Linked DNA regions of Mus musculus: all the other regions are linked to region 1. Evidence: chromatin contacts called from public Hi-C and HiChIP or PLAC-seq data. All regions are on one chromosome and are shown on one strand. The core of a region is the stretch at or near the end of the contact, and the rest is flanking DNA. Distances in the headings are between cores, read along the strand shown.

What was found. HiChIP or PLAC-seq counts read pairs in DNA pulled down with a chosen protein or histone mark. Hi-C and Micro-C count contacts between places; a contact is called where the count stands out from the background.
Region 2: a contact with region 1 is called in a CTCF HiChIP or PLAC-seq map of the NIH/3T3 cell line, with 17 read pairs. The contact joins two enhancer-like sites. A contact is called at or near these places in 1 of 39 promoter capture datasets (liver), 2 of 15 datasets of contacts at CTCF or cohesin (the NIH/3T3 cell line and embryonic stem cells), 30 of 484 Hi-C or Micro-C datasets (the AML12 cell line, the C2C12 cell line, the MC3T3-E1 cell line and 17 more), 9 of 115 datasets of contacts at active chromatin or transcription factors (the NIH/3T3 cell line, VIP interneurons, embryonic fibroblasts and 6 more) and 1 of 9 other capture datasets (embryonic stem cells).
Region 3: a contact with region 1 is called in a FOXA1 HiChIP or PLAC-seq map of pancreatic cancer cells. The contact joins two enhancer-like sites. A contact is called at or near these places in 4 of 15 datasets of contacts at CTCF or cohesin (the NIH/3T3 cell line, embryonic stem cells, large pre-B cells and 1 more), 47 of 484 Hi-C or Micro-C datasets (the 4T1 cell line, the AtT-20 cell line, B cells and 26 more), 11 of 115 datasets of contacts at active chromatin or transcription factors (the NIH/3T3 cell line, cardiomyocytes, embryonic stem cells and 4 more) and 2 of 9 other capture datasets (embryonic stem cells and liver).
Region 4: a contact with region 1 is called in a Hi-C map of liver, with 2.6 times the contacts expected there. The contact joins two enhancer-like sites. A contact is called at or near these places in 1 of 39 promoter capture datasets (liver), 4 of 15 datasets of contacts at CTCF or cohesin (the NIH/3T3 cell line, large pre-B cells, pro-B cells and 1 more), 2 of 484 Hi-C or Micro-C datasets (the C2C12 cell line and liver), 14 of 115 datasets of contacts at active chromatin or transcription factors (acute myeloid leukemia, cardiomyocytes, differentiating embryonic stem cells and 6 more) and 1 of 9 other capture datasets (embryonic stem cells).

What each region holds. Positions count from the first base shown.
Region 1 is chr3:104,440,863-104,444,126 of GRCm38.p6, forward strand. No RefSeq gene overlaps it. Among named protein-coding and RNA genes, the nearest start is that of Gm38412, 33 kb to the left of the region's middle. Within about 2 kb of position 1,254, at least 210 of the 459 cell types and tissues checked have an H3K27ac peak or open chromatin away from gene starts, as enhancers often do. A contact at or near this core is called in the 4T1 cell line, the AtT-20 cell line, the Ba/F3 cell line and 18 more, where this site is marked.
Region 2 is chr3:104,293,737-104,297,284 of GRCm38.p6, forward strand. No RefSeq gene overlaps it. Among named protein-coding and RNA genes, the nearest start is that of Gm5546, 65 kb to the right of the region's middle. Within about 2 kb of position 1,400, at least 75 of the 459 cell types and tissues checked have an H3K27ac peak or open chromatin away from gene starts, as enhancers often do. A contact at or near this core is called in the C2C12 cell line, the NIH/3T3 cell line, cortical neurons and 5 more, where this site is marked.
Region 3 is chr3:104,673,498-104,677,082 of GRCm38.p6, forward strand. No RefSeq gene overlaps it. Among named protein-coding and RNA genes, the nearest start is that of Gm34548, 5.3 kb to the right of the region's middle. Within about 2 kb of position 1,849, at least 184 of the 459 cell types and tissues checked have an H3K27ac peak or open chromatin away from gene starts, as enhancers often do. A contact at or near this core is called in the 4T1 cell line, the AtT-20 cell line, the Ba/F3 cell line and 15 more, where this site is marked.
Region 4 is chr3:104,188,558-104,192,060 of GRCm38.p6, forward strand. The region is part of intron 1 of Magi3 (membrane associated guanylate kinase, WW and PDZ domain containing 3); the gene reads right to left. Among named protein-coding and RNA genes, the nearest start is that of Magi3, 30 kb to the right of the region's middle. Within about 2 kb of position 1,459, at least 8 of the 459 cell types and tissues checked have an H3K27ac peak or open chromatin away from gene starts, as enhancers often do. A contact at or near this core is called in liver, where this site is marked.

The sequences.
Region 1 (3,264 bases), core at 4-2,503:
TCTCCAGTACAGGATAACTAGAGAGAGACAGCTGAGACATGGGGAGGGGCCTCAGTGGTCGCCTGCGCGCACACACACATTTGTCTGTGTATCAGCTCCTAAAATTGTAGTTAATACTGTTGTTATCATATTACCACTCAAACAGATATGAAGCAGGCATAAAGGGGCTAAATGACCCATGCAGCACCAGCCAGCAAGTAAAAGGTAGAGTTGGGACTGGAACCGAGTTAGTCAGTCTGCCTCAAGTCCCAAATGCCTGAAGCACGCACATTCAAACAAAAACCAAGGAAAGGGCTGGCCGGATATCCAATGGGGGCAGAATAGGTAAAAGCTACAAGGACACTCCCTGCCCCAGGGCATTCTCAGTGAGGAAAGGCGGCTTTTGATAAGTCAGAATGCCTATCCACCCCATGCTTTAAACGAGCTCTCATACACACCATTCATTCTGTTTCGACCATATTGTCACTTGTCCCCTTATAGACAGGTACTCCAGGGCCGAACCTGGAGAAGTTTCATAGTGTCTGCCAAGCACCGAGACTGGGTCCCCGGGTTTCTGCGTGCCGCTGTTCTTCTCCCTTTAGACATTAACTGCTGTAACTAGTGCTTCGCGGTGGCTCTAGTATCTGGGGTCCTGACCTCTAGAATGCAGTCCTGGGACACACTGCTCTTCCACCCAGCTTCCGTCTGTAAATATTTCTTCATGCTGGAAATGGTTCTGAGCACTCCTCAGTGCCAAGCTCTCGAACCACCAAGTTGAATTCAATGTTTGCCCAAGCCGCTCAGTATTTGCTAGTGGTGACAAGCATGGGAGGGACCTTCTCCGTGGACTGAGGGATGGCCCCAAACCTGCTCCTTTACCCTGGAAGTGGGAGCTGCAAATGAGATCACACAGGACAATCAATTTGTAAAAAAGCATAAGGTGAGAATGGGGTGTGGAGAGAGGGTGAGAAGAGGAGGGGGAAGGGAAACGATTCAAGGAAGAGAGAGGACACGGGCAAGACTGCAGCCTTGGATCAAAATGAAGACCTCTGAGGGCCAAGCTGCGAGCTCATCCTGGGCTAGGAGCCCAGAACAAGACTCCGGCCTCCGAGGACAAAGCCTGGAGCTCTGGCCTCTCCCTCCCAACAGGCCAAGCTGCCCTGGGCTTCATCCTGGCAGCGTTCTAGAACTTTTGAGCCATGCACCGCCCCGTACAGATTTTGAGTTACAGCCTGAGCCATGACAAAGGCCAGGCCTCTCGCCATTGTGCAACCGGAGAAGCCGGATTTCCTGTGAATCCCCTTACGTAAGGGTATCCCTGAGCAATGGTGGCCTGGGTAGCGCCCTCTGCCGCCATTCTCTGTGCTGAAGCGCCACCTGGAGGCCAGTTCTCGTTCAAACCGCTGTGTAGTAGAGCCTCCACAGAAGGAAACAAGAAGATGCCTTGGAACAAAAAGGCGCCTTTTGAAAGAGCCTCAACAGTTTCTTCACCCGCCCTTTATCTATTGCTGATGGGGTATTCAAGAGTTAAATGACAGGCTTCTTAAAGGGACAGGATTAGAGCCACAGTGATCTTGTCACTGCCTTTCTTAAATTCTAATATCTGGATCTGAAGAGCACACGTGAGGGGAAAACTGCAGTTTGCCCTGCATCTCGGATTCCAACCTCTTCATCCCCCTACTGCAAAATTCAGGTTAGACTAACTTGTGTAGAGAGCTTGGCAGTGAGCCGGCCCCTTCTCGGGAGAGCCTGGGATGCTGCAGAGGTTTTTTAATCAGCTGCCTGGCCCTGGGCATGAACACACACCCTGGATTACTCAACAAGTAGCTGGGGGCTGGGGGGGGGGGGGGGGCGGGGACTACAAAAATAATTGTTTAAATTGAGCTCCAAGTTATTTTAGCCTGAAGAAATTCTAAGCTAGATGGACCCAGGAAATAGGGAGTATTCAACATAAAGAAAAGGGGACCAGGCTTCCAAACTGAGAAAGGTTTTGTCTTGTTTTGCCTTTTTTGTTTTTTGGTTTTTTTTTTTGTTTTGTTTTGTTTGTTTTTTGTTTTGGGTAGGGAGGCAAGTAACCAAGCAAGCAAAACAACACAGAGAAAGGGGGGGCTTTCTTTTTCAGAATTTTATACTTATTCTTTTGGTAGGCCAGCAGTTTAGCTTCCTACAAGGACAAAAGACCCTGACATCTCAAGCAAATCCTTATCAGAAAGTGGAAAATGCTAGAGTTATCAGGAATATTCCATATCAAACCATATTACAGCATCATGGTAACAAAAACAGCATGTTACTAGCTCAAAAAGTGGCCCTGGCAATCAAGGGGCTCAAACAGAGGTCCCAGAAGTCACCCCACAAAGCTACAGTTCTCTATCTTTGGACAAAGGTATCAAAAACATACACTGGAGGAAAGAGACCTCTAAACACCTGTGCTGAGAAAACGATTTCCACAAGGAGAGGAAAGACTAAGACCCCCGTCTCCAACCCTGTGCAAAATCAACTCAAAGTGGATCTTAGAGCCAGACCTGAAGCAAAACACTTCAGGACACAGGCATAGAAGAAACTTTCTCAACAGTGCTCCAACTGTACAGCACACATTGCCAACAACCAACAACTAGACGTATAGGAAACTAAGACGTTCCTGTCCAGCAAAGAAAACAAGCACCAGCGCCTAGAGAATGGTAAGAAAATCTTTGCCTGCTACACATCTTTATATATACAGAACTGGGCAAATTAAACACCAGGAAAACAGATCACCCAGCAGAAAACAAGCTAACCGACTGGGCAGACAGTTCTCAAAGAAGGCATACAGATGGGTGATACCCAAGCACAACCAGAGAACAAGCCATGAACCAAGGCAAGCTCTGGTTATCAGAGCAGCAGTATGCAGTGCCTGGGTGCCCACAAAGGTGCCCACATCTTAATGCAGTCGCTGCTGTTACTCTCCAGACCAACAGTTCCAACAAGAGTCATGGTTGAACTTATTATAAGATAAAACGGTCACCCACCCACCTGGGGAACAACATGTAGCCTACTGGTTGGGTGAAGAACACAAAGAAAACAATGTCATTTATCCACGAACCCTCTCCCCTCCAAAATTAGACTTACAAAAGCTGAGCTAGGGTATAGTAGCACATGATTGTAAGCCTGAGGAGGGAAAATTGTGAATGCAAGGCAACCTGGACTGCTAAGATCCTACTAGACAAACACACAAACAAACCAACAAAATGCCAATGTGTTTGCTATCCTAGTAGAAATGAGTTCATTGGTGTCCACAGTGACCTTGTA
Region 2 (3,548 bases), core at 150-2,649, 150 kb before region 1:
GAGGATCCTAAGTAGGGGAGACACACTCTTACACCATCTCTGTGGCAAATGTCCTTCCTAGCTTGAAGAAAAAGACCAGTATTGTGACCCTAAGAAAGCCAACACATGAACTAGAGATGGTACATGCTTGTCATGTAGGATGTAGGTAGAAAAAACCCAACTGTTTCCATCTGGTCCACTGGCTCTTGGTATCAAAAAAAAAAAAAAAACATGGCAACTACACAGAGAAAAGGATGCCAGCAACCGCACAGAAAGCTGTGCTTTTTAGAATGCAAGTGTGATGCATGACTACTCATTAACGACCCATCAAAACAAACCGTGAACAGGCCACTAAGTGCCACTTTGCTGGATTAACCCTGGGCTGGGCCCTATGTGCTGAGATTTCAAAGGTCCTTTGAAGTTAGAGCATTAAGAAATCACTTTCCAAGTCAGATCACCACCAATTCTAGATGTTTCCTAATGGCTGAGTGGAAGAAGAGCTGACTAATTCTTTAAATTTTAACCAGGAAGGAAAAGAAAAATAATGTTCTTTATGATGGGCACAATAACCACCATGCATCCCAGGACTGGGGAGGAAGCTCAGTGGAATGCTTGCCTAGCATTCATGAGGTCGTGGGTTCAGTCCCCAGCACTGCATAAACTGGCCACGGTGGTGCACACTTGTAATCCCAGCACTATAGTTTCACATAGGAAGGTCAGAAGTTCAAAGTCATTCTAGCCTATATATCTAGATCATCTCATAAAAACTGATGCTCGTGATAATGCCCAATAACCAATAAGAAAAAAATATGGAAGCAGATGGTACTTGCCAAGGGTGATTTTCCCCCCTTCTGGGGAGTTGATTCCTTTCACATGCTCATAACAGTTCTATTCCTTAATGTAGCCCTACATCTTAATAATCTCAATGTAAGGGTAATTTCTTTAAAATATTAAAGTTCGACTTGCCATTAAAGTGGCCATTATCATCCTTGATGCCATTAATATTACTTTATCGACCTTTCAGTCTAAGGAGTGTGGAGAAATTGGTCTTTGCTTCTTATTAGGATCTCTCAGGTTTGACTCAGGATCTAGGCTGTATAAGACCTGGAGGCTGCAGAGGGGACCAGGGAAGCTGCACTCTGCCCTGGGGCATCAGATTTGATGCCTACTGCAGCCTGGAAGTCGCTGGCTTTCTAGGTTTCAGAAAGAGGCACACATATCCAGTGCCTGGAGGGGCCTTCTTCACAGCATCATCACAGCTCTGAGGAGTTACAAACAAACACACAAGAATAAAGACATCAAAACACGGCACATCATTAAGGAGCATGGAATAGAAACACGGCTATTTTAGGTAGCCATAGCATTTGGTTGTGAACCTCAAGACTCTCCTGTGATCACATCTGCGTATATTTATAAACTTAGCATAGAAGCATGCGTCACAACTGATCTCTTGAAGTAGCAGAGGTTTCTGTGTGGGGGACGACTGTGGAATGTGACTGTGGGATTTAAAAGGGCAGGGGGGTGGGGGAAAGTAACTGTTCCAGCTGAGCGACTCTCCACAATGCGTTTTTGATGCAGTGACTAATTATTGTGATTATTTTCATCAGCAAAGACACCGGTAGAGCTAAACATATTTATTTTCTTTTTTTTTCCTCCTTGAAAAGTATAATATTTCAAGCTTTAGAGAAATTCCATATGTCTCCTCCCTATACTTAGGAAGTGTGCTCTCAGATGTTGTCACAAATGCTGAGCTACCTTGCTTCCCTTGTTCCTTCTGAGACAGTGTTCCTCTCTTCCAGTATCAGCTTGATAGAGCCAAGCCAAGCTTAATGAAAACACCCAGCCTCTGCCTTGCTAATATCCTCAGCTGACCTTCTGGGCTCCCTGTCACATAACTACATAGAGCTGGTTGCCAAATGTTAGAATTTAATCTAATGAGCACTCACAGTATTTTGATAGGGGGGAAAAGTAGTAAGTATAGAAAGTGTAAGTCTTTAAAGTTAGAGTTTTGTTCCCTGTAAAATTATTGGCCATAGTTTTAGAGGTTTATATTAAACATGCTCTCTTTAATGAATACTGAGCAGAAAAGGTACAGAAGAGAGCCAGGGTCCTGTTCCCACAGTTAGGAAGCTGAAAGATGAATGTGTTAGATCAAACAATACTAACTATCAAACAAGAACAAATCTTTAAACTTCTGATTCCCTACACGTCATGCACACGCACACGCATGCACACACACGCACACGTTCTTTGCACAACTGAGAATGATACACCAATTGAATCTGAAGTCAAATGAGCAGAGCTGGAAGCATATTGCTCAAGACGTGGCCTGTAAGGAACAGTCCAGCTTTTAATAGTGAGTCATCCTCACTGCCATGGAAACAGAAACCGACAGAAGCCCAGTGAGTCTGTCCCCTTCTCGTCCCTAAATTCTTATGAAGAATAAATGCCTTAGCCTGTATGCATTCTTGAATTCATATTATTATTGAGCACACTTCCATTTTTTTTAATTCATCACATAATCGTCCTTTATTTGCTCAGACAATTATGTGGTTAATTTGATTTTTCAGTCTTTGAACAAACTTTTTGGTAATTTAAATGCCTAATGAGTGGAAGACATCAGACCACCCTCCCTTCCACATGAGTAAAGTCCATCCAAGAATGATCATGCGTGAAAAATCAAACTATATTTCATTTTCTAGAGCTGACTTAAGTAAATGTAACCACTATACATTCACCTAACAACATTAAAATTCAGAATCCCAGAATTAGGACATCACAACAGTGAAAAAAAAATCAGTAACTGAAGAATACTCATTTTTAAAATTTAGTGTGAGGGGGAGATTTTGTGTGGGTGTGGGGGGCATGCCATGACCCATTGTCTAGAGATTAGAGGACAACTTTGTGGAGTTGGTTTTCTCCTTCCATCTTCTTGTAGGTTCTGGGGATTGAACTTGGGCCAGCTTTGAGCAGCAACTACCTTTAGCCACCAAGCCAATTATCCTTCTTTTGATGTGTGTGTGTGTGTGACAGTAAAAACATATGAAACTAGATGGAAAATTTTAGCTACAAATTTCAGAAAGCTTGTTTTAATGGGGCAGTGAGACCTGCTGATATCTCAGTGGAGACTATAAATGTCAACATATCTCATGCTTTCTTCATTCATAATGGCTTCCCTTCCACTCAGACTATGGCTATTTATTACACAACAAACTAGTATTTAAATGTCTTTGGTCTTACCAAGAGCACTAATGAAGATCTACCATTATGAGTTTTTCTTTCAAGCACTTTTGGAAACAACCCAAAATTAGACTTTTCACCTTTGATTGCAGAGAATGGCTTAACAAAATAGTAATTGTGGAACTTACTCATATTTATTGTATTTTTCTTAAAGATAGCCGGAATAGATTTCATATTTCATCATAGCGTCATAATGCAGCAGAGTGAACTTAGACATAAGCCACTCCTTGCTCCAGCGCAATCACTAAATAACCTTATACATGGGGAATCCTCCGTAAATGACCTTTTCTGATTTAAAGCTTTACTCAGACGACCTGCTACAACTTAAA
Region 3 (3,585 bases), core at 599-3,098, 230 kb after region 1:
TCTGGGTTGGCTTGGCACCAAGTGAGTTTGCCTGCTGAATCCTTCCGCTGGTATTTGTTTGTCTTTTGAGAGGGTTTTGTTTATTTGATCCAACTGTGTAGCCCAGGCTTCTCTTAGATTAGACATTCCCTCCTGCCTCAGTCTTGGGAGTGTTGAGAGTATAGGCATGTGACACCACACCTGGCTTACACTTATTCTCAAAGTTTTCTTTTCTGTCCGCTCTCTTCTTCAGAGTCTCAGTATGTTGCCTGGATGGCCTTCAAACCTCTGGGCTCTTGTTTCTACCTCCTGAGTGGCAGGGACTTGGGGTGTGCACCACCACACCCAGATTAATATTGACCTCTTATCACACTTGTGCAGGCAAATTATAGGTCTGCTGTCTGGAGCCCAGGCCAACTTGTTAGGAAGGAGAAAGGCTCAGACACCCCTAGGGTTGAAAGACAATAAAATTTTTGTTTTGTTTTGTTTTGTTTTTTATTTGTTTACAGTCTCCCCTTAGCCCAGGCAAACCTGGAACTAACTCTGTAGTTAGGCTGGTCTCAAACCCACATTGGTTCTACCTTACCCTCTCAAGTGCTGGGATTACTGGTGTGAGCCATCATCACCATGCCCTGACGGGCATGCCTTTACCTACCTTACTCCTAAATTTGCAAACACCTCAGGGTAGTTTTGCAGCTGGTGAAACTGGAGTTGTGTTGGGTTAAGTCACTCTTGCTTATCAATGTCACGTGACCATTTGTGCATAAGCTAAGAAAAATCTTTTTTCCAGTAGTGAGGCCTGAACCCTGTCGCCAGGGCCTCTTAAGCAAATGCTGTCACTGAGCTGTGTACCCTTAGCTCCCTGACCTGAAATCTCCACCCCTTCACGCCTGACATTCATGACTGCTTCCCGGTGACCTTGTGTCCTGGATCCCTGCTTCTTATAGTCCTTCTTTCCCCTAGAGGCAGGCTCAGAAAGCTGTTTTCCTCTTACTCTTGTCTCGGGTCATTTGGCTGAGGAATTGCAGCTGCCTGGGCGGGGCTGGATGGTAGAGGTGTCTGGATCCGCAGAGAGGAAGCGACTGGAGTTCTCAAGAGTCCTGGGTTCACACTGACCCTTCCTGGTGTTCCCTGGCCCATTGCAGTCCTCCTGGGCATTGCCTAGGCTCCCCGTGTTTCTGCTTGCTTACACCCAGTCCTCAGGATGTCCTCTTCCCTTGCTAGAGCCTCAGCCTACGAGCCCGAAGCTCACATCCTGGGGGTTAATTTCTACCAACTCTAATGCCTTCAAATCCCAGGCTGAGCCTTCAGGCCAGGGTACAGCCTGCAGAGCTGACTCATGTGAAGTAGCTATTGGGTGACAAAGGTGAGAGTGGGCAGAAGCCTCCAGCTGCCCCTCCCATCCCTCCCCCCCCCCCCCAATCTGGGCTCCAAGCCACTGTCCCACGCAGCTTTCAGGGGGAAATGTCCTGATCTAAACTAAGACCAGTGCTATTTCCTGGGTCACAAGATCTCCACTGTGCCCCCTGGACAAATCTCGGTGACACCGGGTGCTTGAGCTGCATGGCTGGACAGGCTCCAGGCTTTGATGCAGCTTCTGCTTGAGGCGTTTACCCCAGCAGCTTGGCCAAGCTAAAGCAACCATTCATCCTGACTGTTTCCAAATGGGGGACTTCCTCTGATGGGAAGATCGTCTGATTCTAATGGGGTCTACATCTTGCCTTAAGTGCTGCTCCTAGAAGACACTAGCGCCAGCCCCCTGGGAGTAGAAACTGTCTACTCCCTCCCACCTACACCTCTGGAGAAATCCACGCACCCACCCTCACACCCCAGTACTGCGGTCATTCCTAACACAACACACCCCAGTGACCGCAAACATCCTCCCTCCTACACACAGCTGGACCTGATCTACAGAGGCGTTAATTCCTCAGGACCTGAACAGCGGCTGTTCCAAGTCCAGGGAGACCTCACGCCGACCTTCAAGGAACAAGAGAGGGGCCCGTCGCTGGACACCCAGGATGGTCTCCGCCCACCCTCTTTCCCATCAAAGCCTTTTCTCCGACATAGCTCCGTAGAGACAGTTCAGGCCCTTACGTGGCAGTGTGCGGCGCCCTCGTGTGGCCCATAGCCACCCAGCACGCTGGCCCCCTGGACCTTAGCTTTACCTCGGCTCCCCTGGCACACCTAGGTGTCCCCTCCCCCATCCGCTCCCCCCAGCTGTCCCCACCGGATGTCAGAACTCCACCTATTCCTGTACGGTGGCTTCCTGTCGGTCAGACCAGGTTAACCTGCTCTTTCCATTAATAGGAGGCTTTGAGAGTCTGGAGCAGGAATCCTGCCACGCTTAGCAGATGCCCTGCTGAAGTGAATTTCCTCATGTGTCTGTCTCCCTGCCCACTCTGAAAGGGCTTCGTCTAGGAAGTGAAAGAAAGGAAAACAAAAACAAAATTACAAAACCAGAGTAAGTTCGCAAGAAAACCAGAGTCACCCATCATCAACTGGGCTTTGACAATTTATCCACCGGAGGGAATGCGAGCTGACTTTCAAGCGTTAAGATTTATGGGAGGCTATTGGTACTGGGCACATAGCTAAGGCAAAGATAAGTCAATCATGCTTAGTGGAGCCAAAACCAGGTTGTTTACCAACCTTCACTGATGATAGTGACGATGATGATGATGGCAAAAAGAGAAATAGCTGTAATTCCAAGTAAGCCAGTTTAGCTGTTATGAATAGGAAATCCCCTTTGGGCTAACCTGTACAAGCCCAGTTAACCTATCTTTGTGAGGTTTTTTTGTTTTTTGTTTGTTGGTTTGTTTGTTTTGTCTTTTTGTTTTTTGAGAAAGGGTTTCTCTGTATAGCCCTGGCTGTCCTGGAACTCACTTTGTATACCAGGCTGGCCTTGAACTCAGAAATCCGCCTGCCTCTGCCTCCCGAGTGCTGGGATTAAAGGCATGCGCCACCACGCCCGGCTTCTATGTGAGTTTTTGTTGTTTTTTTGTTTTTGTTTTTGTTTTTGAGATGGTCTCACGATGCAGCAGCCCTGGCCAGCTTGGAACTAACAGAGATCTACCTACCTTTACCTCCAGAGTTCTGGGATTTAAAGAGTGCCACCTTTTGATTGGCTGATTGATTATTTGATGCTGGGAACTGAACTCATATCAGAGTCTTAGTCACTCTTCTGCTGTTGGCATTGAACACCCCCCCCCCCACAGCACCCCCACCCACCCCCCACCCATCCACCCCCCACCCTGCTGCCTCAAGCAAATCTGCTTTTCATTTTGTTTCTACTTCTTCAGACCCCTTTTCTATAAGGCAAACTCCAGGATGTGTTGTTGTGACTCATGAACCACAAATAAAAGGCCTATGATTAAGTTTATTGATTTGTTAACGACTCTCCTCCATTTTAAGGCATAGCCTTATGCGGTTCAACTGGCCTGGGACCCTTGGTCCTCCAACCTCCGTGCAAAGGCTAGGATGACAAGTATCTGACACACTGGCCGGCTTTTGTTATTTTCTTTGCGAATTTGTTTCTGTCTTTATTTTTTGAGGCAGGATTTCTCTGTGGCCTTGGCTGTCCTGAAACTCACTACTATTTAAACCAAACTG
Region 4 (3,503 bases), core at 209-2,708, 250 kb before region 1:
GTGACTATTAAAGAGAATAGTGAGATACACGCTCAGGAGGCAAAGTGAAGAGCACAGGGTACATATACGAACCCTCAAAAATCATGACAAGAACCTGATTTTAGCAAGGTTTTTGAATGAAAGACCTAAGATAAGATAAAGTGGAAACATCAAAGCAAGCACCCACAGTCCCTTCCTTAAACTACTTGGTTAATTATGATGGATTCAAATTAAGCTACCAAAAATCAATAAATGTGATCTCCAATTTAATATCTGGCTTATTTTAAAATTCATTCCTAGGATTATTTGAAACTAAAATCTTTGATAAAATAAATTACAAGATAAAACTGTATTCTTAAAAGATTACACATCTACAAAAGGGTATCAGTAAATTTTATAGGTGATGGAAATGTTAATTGTGATACTAATTACATAATTATATGCATTTATCCAAATCAACAGATTGATATAGCTAAAAACCTGTGAATTTTACTGTAAAAGATACCTCAGTAAGTATGCCATTAAAAAAAAAGGATCACAGTCACTTACTACTCAGCTAATGATAACTAGTCACAAGTTATTCAATAGTATTACATTAAAAACAAATCATATGCTAATGCTATTACTATCCATTTATAGTATTCTATTTATAAGCAATCCCCACAAAACATGCAATTTCTTAATAAATATGCAGTTTTACAACTTTTACTTGGATGGAACTCTAAATATTTCCTGTTGAATCTAAGAAAGAAGTCTTCTTGGAAGCCCCGACAAATGACACAGGCAACTGTCATTACTCTTGGTTGTTCAACAAAACTAGATGTTAAGAACCTACTGCCAAAGACCTTTGGTTGTAGGACACAGAAAAATCAATGAACTGACCTGAAAACTTCCTCCCTGATGACTAACTTTCATGGTACCAAAATGTGCTCTGGAGACTGCTGGGAGAGACAAAACATCAAATGGTACTTCTGTGACCAACTGCATCTTACAAAACCAGGTAAGATGTACCCACTGGTGCAATAGTTGCACAAAGGTTATGGGTAGATTTGACATCTCTCCATAGAAAGAAATTTAGACTGACACTACAAATCTGCCCAGAAGCACATGGCTCAGGAGGTTACAGGCCCTAGGAGGAAGACTACTACTGTTGTTTTGTTAAGTGGCGTGTTGTCAAGCTGCACTAGAAACATTTGTGTTTATACCCATAGATTAACCTTGCCCTCAACCTTGGCCAGAGGAGCGTCTCTCTGCAGTGGTTAACAGTTAATACAGAAACTCGTAACTAATCAAAGTGCTGAGAATAAGTGTTCAGACCTAAATGGGACATTTATATCAACAAACCCCCATTCCCAAAGAATCAAGGCACAACAAGGAAGAGGGGCAGATGCTTGTAAGAGCAAGAATGGAGAAGTGCTATGAAGTGCAGTCTTCTGATCGTGACAAGCTATCACACTCATGCTCTTACGGCAGCTATGTTATCTGCACAAGATCAAGTCCATAGGTCAGACAACAGTCCAACAACAGTCCAACAGCAGCACTAACTGAACTCAAGTGGATTTTAAAAACAAAAGAGAGGGCATGAACCCACTGGGGGTTACTCAGGGAAGTAGAAGGAAAAAGTTGGGGGATTACTGAATGAATGGAAAGGGAGAGTTGGGTTGTATATAATCAAGATACATTGTTTACATACATGAACTTGTCAAATAAAAAATAAAAGCCTATTAAGGGGCCAGAGATATGACTCAGTAGTTAAAAGGATTGGCTGCTCTTCCAGAGGTTAGAGTCCCAGCACGTACATGGCACCAAACATACAAGTAATGCACATACATCCATGCAAGCAAAACACACATATGCAGAAAATAAAGCTTTAAGTTTTTGTTTTGCTTTATTTTGTTTTGTTTTGTTTTTTAGTTTACTTTACTTTGTTTTGTTTTGAGATGAGATTTCTGTGTAACCCTGGCTGTCTTGGAACTCACTCTATAGACCAAGTTGGCCTCAAACTTAGACAGCCTCCTGCCTCCTGCCTCCTGCCTCCTGCCTCCTGCCTCCTGCCTCTGCATCCCAAGTGCTGAGATTAAAGGTGTAAGCCATTGTATATTTTTAAAATGTACTGTATTTAAAAAAAAAATGATCAGTTCAGTGTCTAACCTGAAGTCTGAAATCTACATCCTAACATAATTTTAAGAGTATTTAAAATCTAAATCATTTTCTCAAGTCAGCTCTCCTTTCCAATATCCCTTTTCTTTTGCCATCCTCTATATTTCAAGGTTGATTTATAATCCTTCTTCCCCCAAGCTACCTTGTTCTACCTATCCCGAGAAATCACTCTTCTTTAAAGGTTCCATGCTAATTGTTAACTCCTGTATAGACAATCCTACATATTAGTACCTGACTAATTATATCTCTTTTATTGATCACAAACACTTTGCTTAAAAATATTTGCCTAATTTTATTAGAAATAGAATAAAGTGTAAATTTCTATGACTAGTTTTCAAATTTTCCATAATCAAATCTAATCTTGTAATCTAAATAAGTCAAGTGAGCTGATTTTAAAAAGATAAAGAGGGATCTAGATACTGGAAGTAAGGATAAGAAGTTAAAACACTAAAAGCTTTAACGCTTAAACAGAAGTATAAGGACTATTCTGAAGTAAAGGACAAACCAATTGGTACAGGAGAAGAATTATTCTGAGCTTGAAGTATACATAAAGTGGTGGTGGGTCAAAATTCTAGATAAAGGCACAGAAAGCCATAGCCATTAAAAATAATCTAGGAGTAGAATGATAGGAAACAAAGCAACTAATCCATCCCCAGTTACTACTGATGGATACAAGCATCTCGCAATGACCAATCAGTGCACATCTCCACTAAGAGAGGATGCTTAGTGAGTGAGCATAGATAGAAATGATCATGAACACAACCACAAAGTTTCGTTCATTTCAATCAATCTGTAGAACAATAACATAGAAAGCTTTTAAAAAATCTAAAATGTCTTTAAATTTTAATAATATCAGGAAGACTGAATTATACTCATTTATTTTGGTTATTAGCATTACTAATATTACCAAAAAGAGTACTGGTGAAACACTTAGAAGAAAGCAAATAAAAACATTATAGGGAGTTAGAGATGCAGCTTACCTACTATGCATATGGCCCGGAGTACTACTCCTACCTAGCACATAAAAAATATAAAATTGAAAATTGTTCCCATTCATGAAAAATGTAAATACTGGCCTCAAATCTTTCTCTAATGGTCTAGAACAACAAAATATGCAATAATGTAATCTCACGAAGAAAATCATATACCAACTGGGCAGTGGTGGCGCAGGCCTTTAATCCCAGCACTTGGGAGGCAGAGGCAGGCGGGTTTCTGAGTTCAAGCCCAGCCTGGTCTACAAAGTGAGTTTCGGGACAGCCAGGGCTATACAGAGAAACCCTGTCTCAAAAAAAAAAAAAAGAAAGAAAGAAAAGAAAAGAAAATCATTTAGCAAATTTCATGTAACAACTGAAAATAGTACTTAG